Linked DNA regions of Sus scrofa: regions 1 and 3 are each linked to region 2. The links are chromatin contacts, called in public Hi-C maps. All regions are on one chromosome and are shown on one strand. Each heading gives the region's core, a stretch centred on a gene start, on an enhancer-like site or on the middle of the called end of the contact. The rest is flanking DNA. Distances are from core to core; before and after follow the strand shown. Region 1 holds the start of MFAP3L (microfibrillar-associated protein 3-like). Region 2 holds the start of LOC100158040 (histone PARylation factor 1). Region 3 holds the start of NEK1 (serine/threonine-protein kinase Nek1).

Region 1 (3,376 bases), core at 499-2,998, 190 kb after region 2:
GTGTTGCTCTTGTTGTTGGGACATTTCCAGCCACTCCTGTTATGAAATCTCGGTCACGTATAGGCTCGGCACAGAGCCCATGTGGGGAAATCATCTGGAGGATCTGGAATGAGGGCTGAAGCATCTCAGGCAAGAACAAACATTAAAAGGTACTCACAAGCCAATGAAAAGAGAATCACCTCAAAAGTCCACTAAGGTCTACGATGAACGCAAACAAGACATTTTGTAATAAGCTTAATAAATAAAACAATGGAACCCACTAAGAGGTAGTTATGGGAACCAGCTGGAGAGTTAAAGCTTTAGTTAGAGGTAGAACTAGTTCCTATTAGAATAAGGATTGTTTGCCTTCCTCCTAAAATCAGTAATCCTAAGCATGGTAATGGTAAGGATGTTTTATGAAGGAAAAAAGTGTTTTATAAATAACCAACAGAAATGGCGGTGGACCTACAAACTGCGTTCTCTATGAAAATAATATGCCCAGTAAAACTATGCTGTTCTTACTCCCTTCTGAAAATAAATTTTCTTCCATCTTGCATTTCCCCCTGACAATTTTACTATGTTCGTATAGTAGCAACTGAAAAAAAGTGTTTCATTTAGAAACAAAAGTGAGAAAACTTTTGCAAAAAACATTGAGCTTCTGCAACTACGTTTCCAAATCTTATTATAAAGCCAAAATAATGCAAAAAAAGATGGCTACAGTAATCCAACTTTTCTGTAACAAGCATACTTAAACACAATGACAATTCAACCATAATACATTATTTTCTACAGTGAGACGATAAGGGACCTGCAAACATTTTTCTTTTTTGCTAGCTTGCTTTATAAATCTTGCAACTTGCAAGCTCAAGTTTTTTGGAGGGGAAGACTGGTTAATGGTCGAGCTTAAAATAAATCAGCTCTGCAATTACTCTGTTTTTTAAGCCGATGAAGCATATTTCCCCATTCCACGCCAGGAAGCAATTCGATGTCAACTTGCTATGGAGTCAAATGCGACAAACTCCAAGAGCTCCAGCGGAGGCGGCGGCTGCCGGCGCCCACAGTTCCCCGCACCCCTGCGGCACTAGGACGCGGCGCCCGCCTGGCTCAGGACGTGCCACCCGCACTCAGGGCCTGCACCCCCCTCCTTGTTCTGGGGACACTGAGAGCCGGTGACCCAGGTGACCTATAGTCGGCGAAGGCCCCGCCGCGGCTTGGCGTTCCCTCTCCCCGGAGACCGGGAGGCTCCTCGGCAGCGTGCGGCGAATACCACGCTCCGAGTCGTAGGAGGGCTATAGCGGCAACCTGGGACACAGTGTCTCCAACCCGCCGCTGCCGGATGCTCCTGCAAGGATCCCGAAGCATCTTGCGACCCAGGAGGAGCCCGCCGCAGGGACCTGGGCGCCTCCCGGCGTGCAGCCCCGGCCGCGGGCTCCTTCAGCCCGAGTGCCCCAAAGTTGCGCGGCCCCGGCGCTGGCGGTGACTCGGCCACCACGCGGTGCGGGGCTCCCCGCCGCCCAAGCCCCCGCCCGCGCCCCGCCAGCCTAACCTGACGTCGCCTCGCCACCCCGGCGACCGCCGCGTGCTCCTCGCCATGGCCAGACCGGGAGCCGCGCCGCGCCGACGCCCGGCAACCTCTCCAGCGGCCGCCTCTGCCCCCGCGCCGGCGTGCGGGCTGCGGGCTGCGGGCTGCGGGCTGCAGAGCCTCGCTGAGCCCAGCCTCCCGGAGCAGAGGAGCAGCCGGGCGGAGCATGCCCAGTGCGCGCAGCGCGGCGCCGCCGGGTCTTCGCTGCAGCGCGGCGGGGCGGGGCGGGCGGCGAGGCCGGGGGCTGTGGACCGGCCCGCCGGGGAGGGGCCAGGGAGAGGGGGGCGGCCCCTCGGTCAGCGCGGCCCGGAGGCCAGACCCGGTGCCCAGCTCCCCAGCGGCGCCTGCCCTGGGCTGTAGTACGGGAGCCTCGGCAGTCTCGGGCGAGAGTTTCGGGAGAGGGTCCCGAGATCCCGCCTTGCGGGGTTCGGAACCCGGCCCTGGCCCGCGACTCGGACCTACCCCGAGCAGGGCCCCGGTGAGGCCGCGGTGCCCCCGCTTTCAGAGCCCCGCCGCGCGCGGAACCGCAGGAGCAGGACGTCCACCGGCGGTTTGCGAGCGGCGGGCTCGGGATTCTAGGCTTCTCCTATTGTGACTATTTGTAGTTTGTAAGTTTTTTTCTAGTGAACACTGTGGTGCTTTTTCATTAAGAGCGGCGATTTTTTCAAGGCGCCTGCAGAAGTTGAGCGGCCCGGCCCCGCAGTGTGAGCGGCCCCTTTCCAGACTGCAGGACTGCGCGTTCCTGGGCCCGGGACCCGCTCCTCCTCCCTCGGCTCCCCGGCCGGCCCCGCCCCGCCCCCGCCCATGCCCCGCCCTCCACTCCTGACCCCGCCCCTCCCCCGGCTGCGGCGAAAATCCGGAGTGGCGGATTGCCCTCTGCTCCGCGGGAGCCGGCTGTGGGCTCCTGCAGGAGCGGTGCCGGGGTGCGGCTGACGCCGCTCCGCGCTCCCTCTTCTCACTCTGTCCTGGGCGAGCCACGCGGGGCAGCGCCGCGACCCCAGCCGCCGGCCCTGCCTCAGAAGCGGGTCAGGACCCGACTGAGCATGCTCGCCCTCCAGCGCAGCGTGGCTCGACCAGGTGGACGCTGCCGGGACCCGGGGTCGGACCGCGCAGGGGAGGCGCAGGTGCGTGGTCCGGCCGCAGGTGCAGGGGACCTGGCTGGAAGGCGGGGGAGGGGCATCTGGCCTGCAGGTGAGTCACAGCCTGATAGGAACTGGAAATCCTATTTCAACGTTAGCTCGTAGAACTTTCAGCTCGTTTCTCTTTCAGGAAACCTAAACCCTTCATACTTTTCTCATACTTAACAAGCAGTCTTTACAATTGCACTAGGACACGAAATTTTTACTTTATTTTTTTCTTGCCAGAGACTAAGGTCTATGTCCTCGCTCCAGGGTCTTTCTGCACTGCCGCATTCCTTTTCCCTCAGGCAGTTCAGTCTCTGAGACTCCGCTTCGCATTCTCCCCAGAACCTCGCTCCACCTCGGATGCGCTTGAGGTGGGCATAGGAATTTGCTTCGAAGCCTGTAACGGAAAAGAAGACGGGAATGGAGGGCTTACAGGGAAGAGATTTCACAGGTTCTAGATGAATAAACTCAACCCAGACAGATGCTTTCAGGTGAGTGGGGTGTTGTCTGTTTCCTGGCGGGGGGAGGGGGCGCTGCCCTGCAAGGCTTGGTGCGATTGTTTCCCCCTCCGCCCCATCCCCTTTCTACCGCCAGGGTGGCTTCACTTCCATCCCTCTGCTTGTCCAGCCCCGGCTGGGTGCCAGCGTGCGTGGGGACACCACCTGTGGAGGAAGGTCACTCCTGGGCAGAG
Region 2 (3,564 bases), core at 900-3,399:
GGGGTGGTAGCTACACTAAGCAGGGGTTCCAGGAAGAAGGCAAGGAGAAATGACAGGTGAGGAACATGAAGATTCAGCCTCTTAGGTTCCTGGCTGGGCTTGTTCACAGGTGTGGTTTTCTATTAAACAAACACGGTAAAGAGGACCATGACCACCAATATATTTATTAAGCCAAAGACTATAATGCATCTGTCTGAGGTCATAAAAAAAATGAAATTGAGGAGTTCCCATCAGGGCGCGGCGGAAACGAATCCAACTAGGAACCATGAGGTTGTGGGTTCAATCCCTGGCCTCGCTCAGTGGCTTAAGGATCCAGCATTGCCGTGAGCTGTGGTGTAGATTGCAGACACGGCTCAGATCTGGCATTGCTGTGGCTCTGGCATAGGCTGGCAGCTGTAGCTCCAATCAGACCCCTAGCCTGGGAACCTCTATATGCTGTGGGTGCAGCGCTGAAAAGACAAAAGACTTAAAAAAAAAAAAAAAGAAAGAAAGAAAAGAAATTGAACAAAAACGCCATTGGAATATGGATCCAAAAAGTGATGGGGATACATAATAGTAAAAACAATGACTAACAATAATAATTACTTGTTACGCACTTATTATGGTGCCAGGCCACTGTTCTAAACTCTTTCTATGGCTTAACTCATTTAATCCTCAGAACTACCTCATGAGCTTGATACTGTTACCCACAATCTACAGAAGCAAAAACTGAGGTTAACTTCCCCTAGGTCCGTAACTAGAAAGTGGAAGAATAGAGAGTTAAGCCCAGGTGGGTTGGCTCCCCAGCAGATTCAGCCACTTCATGCTACCTCTCCAGTTCCAAACACAGAACAGGAGGAACTTATCAAGTCCTGATCCATCCTCCCTTCCGTTTTTCTAATTGTCTTTGGTTAGACTTTCAAAGACTGGCTCAAACTTAAGATGTTGAAAAGAAAAGCCTTAATCTACTTTGCTGAAAGACAGTTTTGCTTGATGGTTAGGCTGCTAGGGTTGATTCCTGACTCTTCCCATTTCCACCTCTGTCACCTTGGGCAAGTTACTGAACTTCTCTGTGCCTTTTCTAATCTAGAAAGAAAAGGAATATGTAGTACCTATATCACAGGGTTGTTACAGGCATAAATCATTTGCAAAAATACACAGAACAGTCCTAGCACGTAATACATATCTAAATGCTGGCTATTACTGTTAGCTACAGTATCTTATAGACTTATCTTTATTTCTGATGCTTTATTTCTAACACTAACACTCTGTCAAAGCAGTTCACCACCTCTTAAACGGAGCTAAGTATATTTCAGCTCTGCCTTACCTCACACACTAGTTCAGCATCTCCAAATCCCCAATAACTACAGTTCAGGACGGCTGTCCCCTATCCTTTACCCTGGGTTCCTAAAAAGCGGGGCCAGGGAAGAGAAGCCAGAAGAGAATCCACCAAACGGCTGGTGGACAGCACTCCCGCACCTGCTCATCCCGTCCAGCTGACAAAGTGGCCAGAAGATGTTTTGCAAACTTTTACTTCTTCTCCGCCCGCCTGTCCTCCCTGCACTTGCAGGGGTGACAGAAGGGGTGTGGGTGCGGGGAAACCTGAGCGGACGCCCCAACATCGTCAGAGTCTCCCCGTCCCCAACCCACTCCCTCCAGGCCGAGCTGGCGCCGCATCCCTGCCTTCGAGATCGGCTCCTTACTCCCGGGCGACCTCGGCTCCTTCTACACGCGGCGAGGCGGCCGGACTGCAGGGCTCAAGGGCAGGGGGCTGAGTCAATCTGCCCTGGGGACCCTGACAATGCCAACCCAACCCCCAGGGAGGCCCTCGGGCGGTAACCCGCCTAAAGAGGAAGGTTCAGGGCCTTGTCAACTCGGCCCCCGAGATGTGTGAACCCGCCCCCGGAGGACGCAGAGAGGCAAGACGCCGCTCTCTGCTCCGACCTCGGCGCCTGGTGACCCTCCAGGCCGGGGATAAACGCACCACCCTTGGACCGAGGCCGCCCAGCCTCCGCGCCGTACCTGCGAGCCCTCCCCGCCAGGCCTTCGCTTCCTGCCGCTGCCCACCATTCTGTCCGCCGGGCTGGCGGAAGCCTTCCGTTCAGAGCCCGCGCACCACCCACTACTTCCGGTTCAAGGGCCACCCACCGCCTCCGGGCGCGGCAGTGCGCGCTAATATAAGGAAGGCCCCGCCCCCGCCCCGCCCCCGTGCCCGAGCGGCATCCGAGGCTCCGCCCACCCCTCTTGCCCAGCAGCTGCGCTCTCCGTCTGCGCGTGCGCATCCCGCGGGGCTGACCTGTCAGAGCACCTGTCAGAGCATCTCTGCCGGCGCGGTGGCCCAGGACCTGGACCCTGAGGCGGTCGCCTTCCTCCCGAAGCCTCACTTGGGCGGGGCCGTATTGTTTGTATCGTTTAAAAAATTCATCTTTCAACCTCTTCCCTACCATGTTTTTCTTTTCCAGCACTGATTCTTCTTCATTGTGTTGAAAATTACAAAATCTCTTTTTTTTCCCTCTTTTCTTATTAGGGCTGGTGGGTTAAGGGTCTGGCTTTGTCACTTCTGTTGACTCTGGTTACAGCTGTGGCGTCGGTTCAGTCTCTGGCCTGGGAATTTTCCCATGCCACAGGTGTGGCCAAAAAAAAAAAAAGGCGTTTCCATTGTGGCACAGCGGAAACGAATCTGACTAGGAACCAGGAGGATACGGGTTTGCTCCCTGGCCTGGCTCAGTGGGTTAAGGATTGGCGTTGCTGTGAGCTGTGGTGTAGGTCACAGATGTGGCTCAGATCCTGCTTTGCTATAGTTGTGGTGTGGGCCAGCGTCTACAGCTCCAATTAGATCCCGAGCATGGGACCCTCTATATGCCCCGGGTGCAGCCCTGAAAAGACAAAAAAAAAAAAAGACGTTTTTGTTTGTGATGATGCTGGTGGACTTCTATAGGAAAATGTTCTGTATGAAAAGAAGTGAGGAGTTATCTTGTGGTGCAGCAGGTATAGCCAAAACCAACAAACTGAACAAACAACAACAACAAAAAAAAAAACAAACAAGCGAAGGAGTTCCCTTTGTGGCATAGTGGTAACAAACCCGACTAGTATCATGAGGACATGGGTTCAATCCCTGGACTTACTCAGTGAGTTAAAGATCTGGTGTTGTATAGGTCGGCAGCTGCAGCTCTGATTCGGCCCCTAGCCCGGGAACTTCCAGATGCTGTGAGTGCAGCCCTAAAAAGAAAGAAAACAAATAAACCAAAAAAAAAAAAATTGGTGATTGACAGGACCTCTGATTTCCCCTGAAATAGTTATTATATTATATTTTATTTTAATTTTGGTCTTTTCTAGGGCCTAACCTTTGGCATATGGAGGTTCCCGGGCTAGGGGTCAAATCCAAGCTGTAGCTGCCGGCCTACACCAGAGCCACAGCAACGGGGGATCCGAGCCACATCTGTGACCTACACCACAGCTCACGGCAACGCCAGATCCTTAACCCACTGAGCGAGGCCAGGGATCGAACCTGCAACCTCATGGTGCCTAGTCATATTCGTTAACCACTGAGCCACGACGGGAACTCCTAGTTATTATATTTTAAAA
Region 3 (3,431 bases), core at 467-2,966, 130 kb before region 2:
AAATGTCCTGAAGGGAAACAATGGTAAAGGAATGTCAACAGATTTCCAGAAGCCCATGTGGTACAGTCTGCAACTGCAATCCACACATATAGCTCTCCTAAAACAATAAATGCCATTTTGGACTGTGGGAGAGGGACAAAATATCTCCTCAATGAGGGAAGTCCCTGCCTTATTTCTCATAATTCAAAAAAGCAGAAAGCAGAAATGGAATTCCTATTACACTTTTTTCAAAATACGTTTTTTCTTCTCTTTAGGTCTATTCCTCTCTCTAAGACAATTCAGATAACAATTAACAACTTTCCTAGTGGAAAATACCAACATGTAAAGTTTATATTCATGAAATGGTGTCATGTCCATGACTTAGGTTAGAGGTAGGACACTAGACAGAGTAAAATTAACTTTGAATACAACGCTAATTTATTATTAAAATGACCTCAAAACAACTCCTGTGGCCAACTTCTGTAACCTTTAGTAAACGCCTAAAGGTGACTCAATGTGCAAAAACCTGTTATCCCACAAAATAGGCTCCTTACCTTTCAATATTAAAACAGATCTGTGGATCCTCTAATGTCAGACAAATCTACAGCAGAAACAAAGAACTAATTCTCTCCTTATCTGGCATCCCTCCATGGTGTCTACAATACTGCTGCATCATAAGAAAAGGCCATTACCAGCATATACTGGATATTACCTTCAACCCTTCATATGATTATTTCTGATGTAATTTACCATGGCAATAAAAACTCTTCCGCTTCTTGGGGACAGACCTTATATTAGAAAATAAAAATTAGGCCTGTATAAAAAAAAGTTACGATGAACTCTAACAGAACTTTTAATTCTCTACATACAGAAATTTTAAGCATGTAGAAATTATACATGAAGAAATTCTAAGAAATATAAATGACTTACCGGTAACAACACTTCTATTATTTTAAATCCATTATCACTGCAAGTTTTTAAATAATGTCAAAGAGTTGCTTAGTAACGCACACTGTTCCCTGGAGAATTAACACTGAAGAGATGCGGTTACTATTTCCCGTGCACTTCAGGTGAGGATCCCTGCAACCTCCACATCAGAAAGTCTAGACAAGGGCTCCCCGTTTCCAAAATGACTGCACTGTTCTGCACGTCGCCGCTTCCCTGAGAGCCACTCACCTTGGACCCAGGTCGTGGGCAGCAACGGCCGTGAGGGTCGATAGGCGCCGACCGTGTCGCCGTATTCCCGCGGGGTCAGCGAGGCAGAAGCACTCTCCCGCGGTCCAAAAAGGACATCCTGAAAAAGAACCGAGTTCGTGACCGCAGCGCCCGGCCCCGTCAGGAAGTGGCGGTGGGATCCTGCCGGTCCCCCACTGCAGCCCGCGCCGCCCGGGCCAACGCCCCGGGACACCGGTCCGCGCCACCGGGAGGCACAAACTGGCTTCCCAGCCCCTGGCAACGGCGGCGGGGGGAGTGCCCCGGGCGCCGCCCCCCAACTTCTCAGACGCGGCTGCCGGCGGCCTCACGAAGCAGACTCATTGGGTTTGGGGGCTATCTGCCGGCTTTTCCCCCGCGCCGCGCCACGCGGGCGCTGGACACCGGGCGACGCAAAGAAGAGCTGGGCAGTTCAAGCTCAGGACTCCATACCCGGCGCCCCAAAATCTGTAGCCAGTGCAGAGGGCGGGGCGTCCCCGGCGCGGCCGTGTGACGTCAGCGCGCGGGAGCCGACGCGGAGCGGGGGTGGCCGGGAAGGATGGGCGAGTCGTGGGTGGGGCGGGGCGGGGCGGGGCGGGGCGGGGCGGGGCGGGGTCTGGGTAGGACTGGGCCTGGGCGGGGCGGGGAGGGGCACTGCAGGTGCTTGAGGAGCGGAGTGGAGAGGTTCAGCCGGTTGGCTCCCTCGCGAGAGTGCAGCACAGAGGAGGGCCAGAACCTGCTAGAAAGTGGTATGGAGTAAAGCATATGATAAACTCGTGCATACACGTACTACAAAGAGAAAGGGACTTTTTTAACTTGGATGTTTTTTAGGATGCCACGTTTTGAAAACTAGTTTTGCTTTAAAAAGCAAGTTTTAGAGTTCCCATGTGGCTCAGCAGAGACAAACCCGGCTAGTATCTATAAGGAGGCGGGTACAATCCCTGGCCCCACCCAGTGGGTTAAGGATCCTTTGTGGAGAGCTGTGGTGTAGGCTGTAGTAGTCGCTCAGATCTGGTTGCTGTGGTTTAGGCCAGTAGCTGTAGCTCCAGTTCAACCCTTAGCCTGGAAATTTACGTTTGCTGAACCTGTGGCCCTTAAAAAAAAAGGCAAGCCTGAAGTGAAATAAGTCAGAAACAAGTACTGTATGTTATCACTTCCATGTGGAATCGAAAAAAAATAATACAAACTAATGAATACAACAAAAAGGAAACAGACTCATGGATGTAGAGAACAAATTAGTGGTCACCAGGGGGAGGGCTATGAGAAAGGTATGGGTATAGACACAATTGCTATATAAAATAAATAAGATACTATTGTACAGCACAGAGGAATATAGCTATTATTTTGTCATAACTATAAATGAAGTATAACATAAAAATTTTGAATCACTATGTTGTACATCTGAAACATATAATATTGTACATCAATTATACCTCAATGAAAAAAATAAATAGAATGTTTTTTAAAGCAAGCGTAGCAGTTCTCTTGTGGTTCAGTGGGTTAATGTTCCAGTGTTGTCACTGCAGCAGCTTGGGTCACTGCTATCACTCTGGTTTGATCCATGACCAGGGAATTTCCCCATGGCATGGGTGCAGCCATAAAAAATGAAATTAAAAATAAAATAAAAGCAAGCCTATTCTTAGTCTGTCTTGGATGGTTGAAGCAAGAAACTATTTTTAGGTCTCAAAAAAATTAAGTACAATGTGATTTAAAAAGAAAAAATTTTAAAAAAACTAATAAATATAATTTTCTACACTATCATATCTAATAGGTTCTGCCCGTGTATTGAAAGATTTAGTAGTCTAACTACCTTTCTTCATTGCAAGACTTTCAAAGATAGAGACAGTCTTTTCTGTAATAACGGATCATGCGCAGTGTCACCCTGGGTAGCCCTTTGGCTAAACTGCCTTCCCTAGAGTAATCCCAAGATACTGGAGAATCCAAACCTGAAGCTGAAGGAGGATGATGGTGTATCCACCTTAGTTACCCTCCAGGTTGTATGTGTTGTATGTGGCATGGAGGAGTTTTGCCAGAGGCCTCAGGTGTAAATGATTCAGATCTTTGCTACCAAGAAATCTGCTTCCTTCTCTCTCACCAAAACACCAAGGACTGAGACCTTTCTGGGTTCCCCTGCCAGTCTGGCTTAGTCGTGCTTAAACGAGATGCTTTATTGCTGGCATGGAAATTGAACTCTTTTTGCCTCTTTGCCAGAAGATGGCACTGCAAGTCATCCAACCTGGCAATCTGGGGACGTCTGCTTT

Evidence for each region. A called contact is a pair of places that touch in the nucleus more often than the background predicts.
Region 1: a Hi-C map of heart right ventricle shows a contact between it and region 2, with 3 times the contacts expected there. The contact joins the promoter of MFAP3L here to the promoter of LOC100158040 in region 2. A contact is called at or near these places in 1 of 5 promoter capture datasets (liver) and 2 of 47 Hi-C or Micro-C datasets (embryonic fibroblasts and heart right ventricle).
Region 3: a Hi-C map of embryonic fibroblasts shows a contact between it and region 2, with 4 times the contacts expected there. The contact joins the promoter of NEK1 here to the promoter of LOC100158040 in region 2. A contact is called at or near these places in 2 of 5 promoter capture datasets (fetal liver and liver), 8 of 47 Hi-C or Micro-C datasets (alveolar macrophages, blood, embryonic fibroblasts and 4 more) and 1 of 2 datasets of contacts at active chromatin or transcription factors (alveolar macrophages).

What each region holds. Positions count from the first base shown.
Region 1 is chr14:19,823,508-19,826,883 of Sscrofa11.1, reverse strand. It overlaps MFAP3L (microfibrillar-associated protein 3-like), which reads right to left and starts at 1,748. Exons shown (of 4, transcript XR_002338663.1): 1 at 1,526-1,748.
Region 2 is chr14:20,012,839-20,016,402 of Sscrofa11.1, reverse strand. It overlaps LOC100158040 (histone PARylation factor 1), which reads right to left and starts at 2,149. Exons shown (of 8, transcript XM_021073226.1): 1 at 2,002-2,149. The coding sequence starts at 2,049.
Region 3 is chr14:20,142,916-20,146,346 of Sscrofa11.1, reverse strand. NEK1 (serine/threonine-protein kinase Nek1) reads right to left here and starts at 1,716. Exons shown (of 33, transcript XM_021072853.1): 1 at 1,624-1,716; 2 at 1,156-1,273.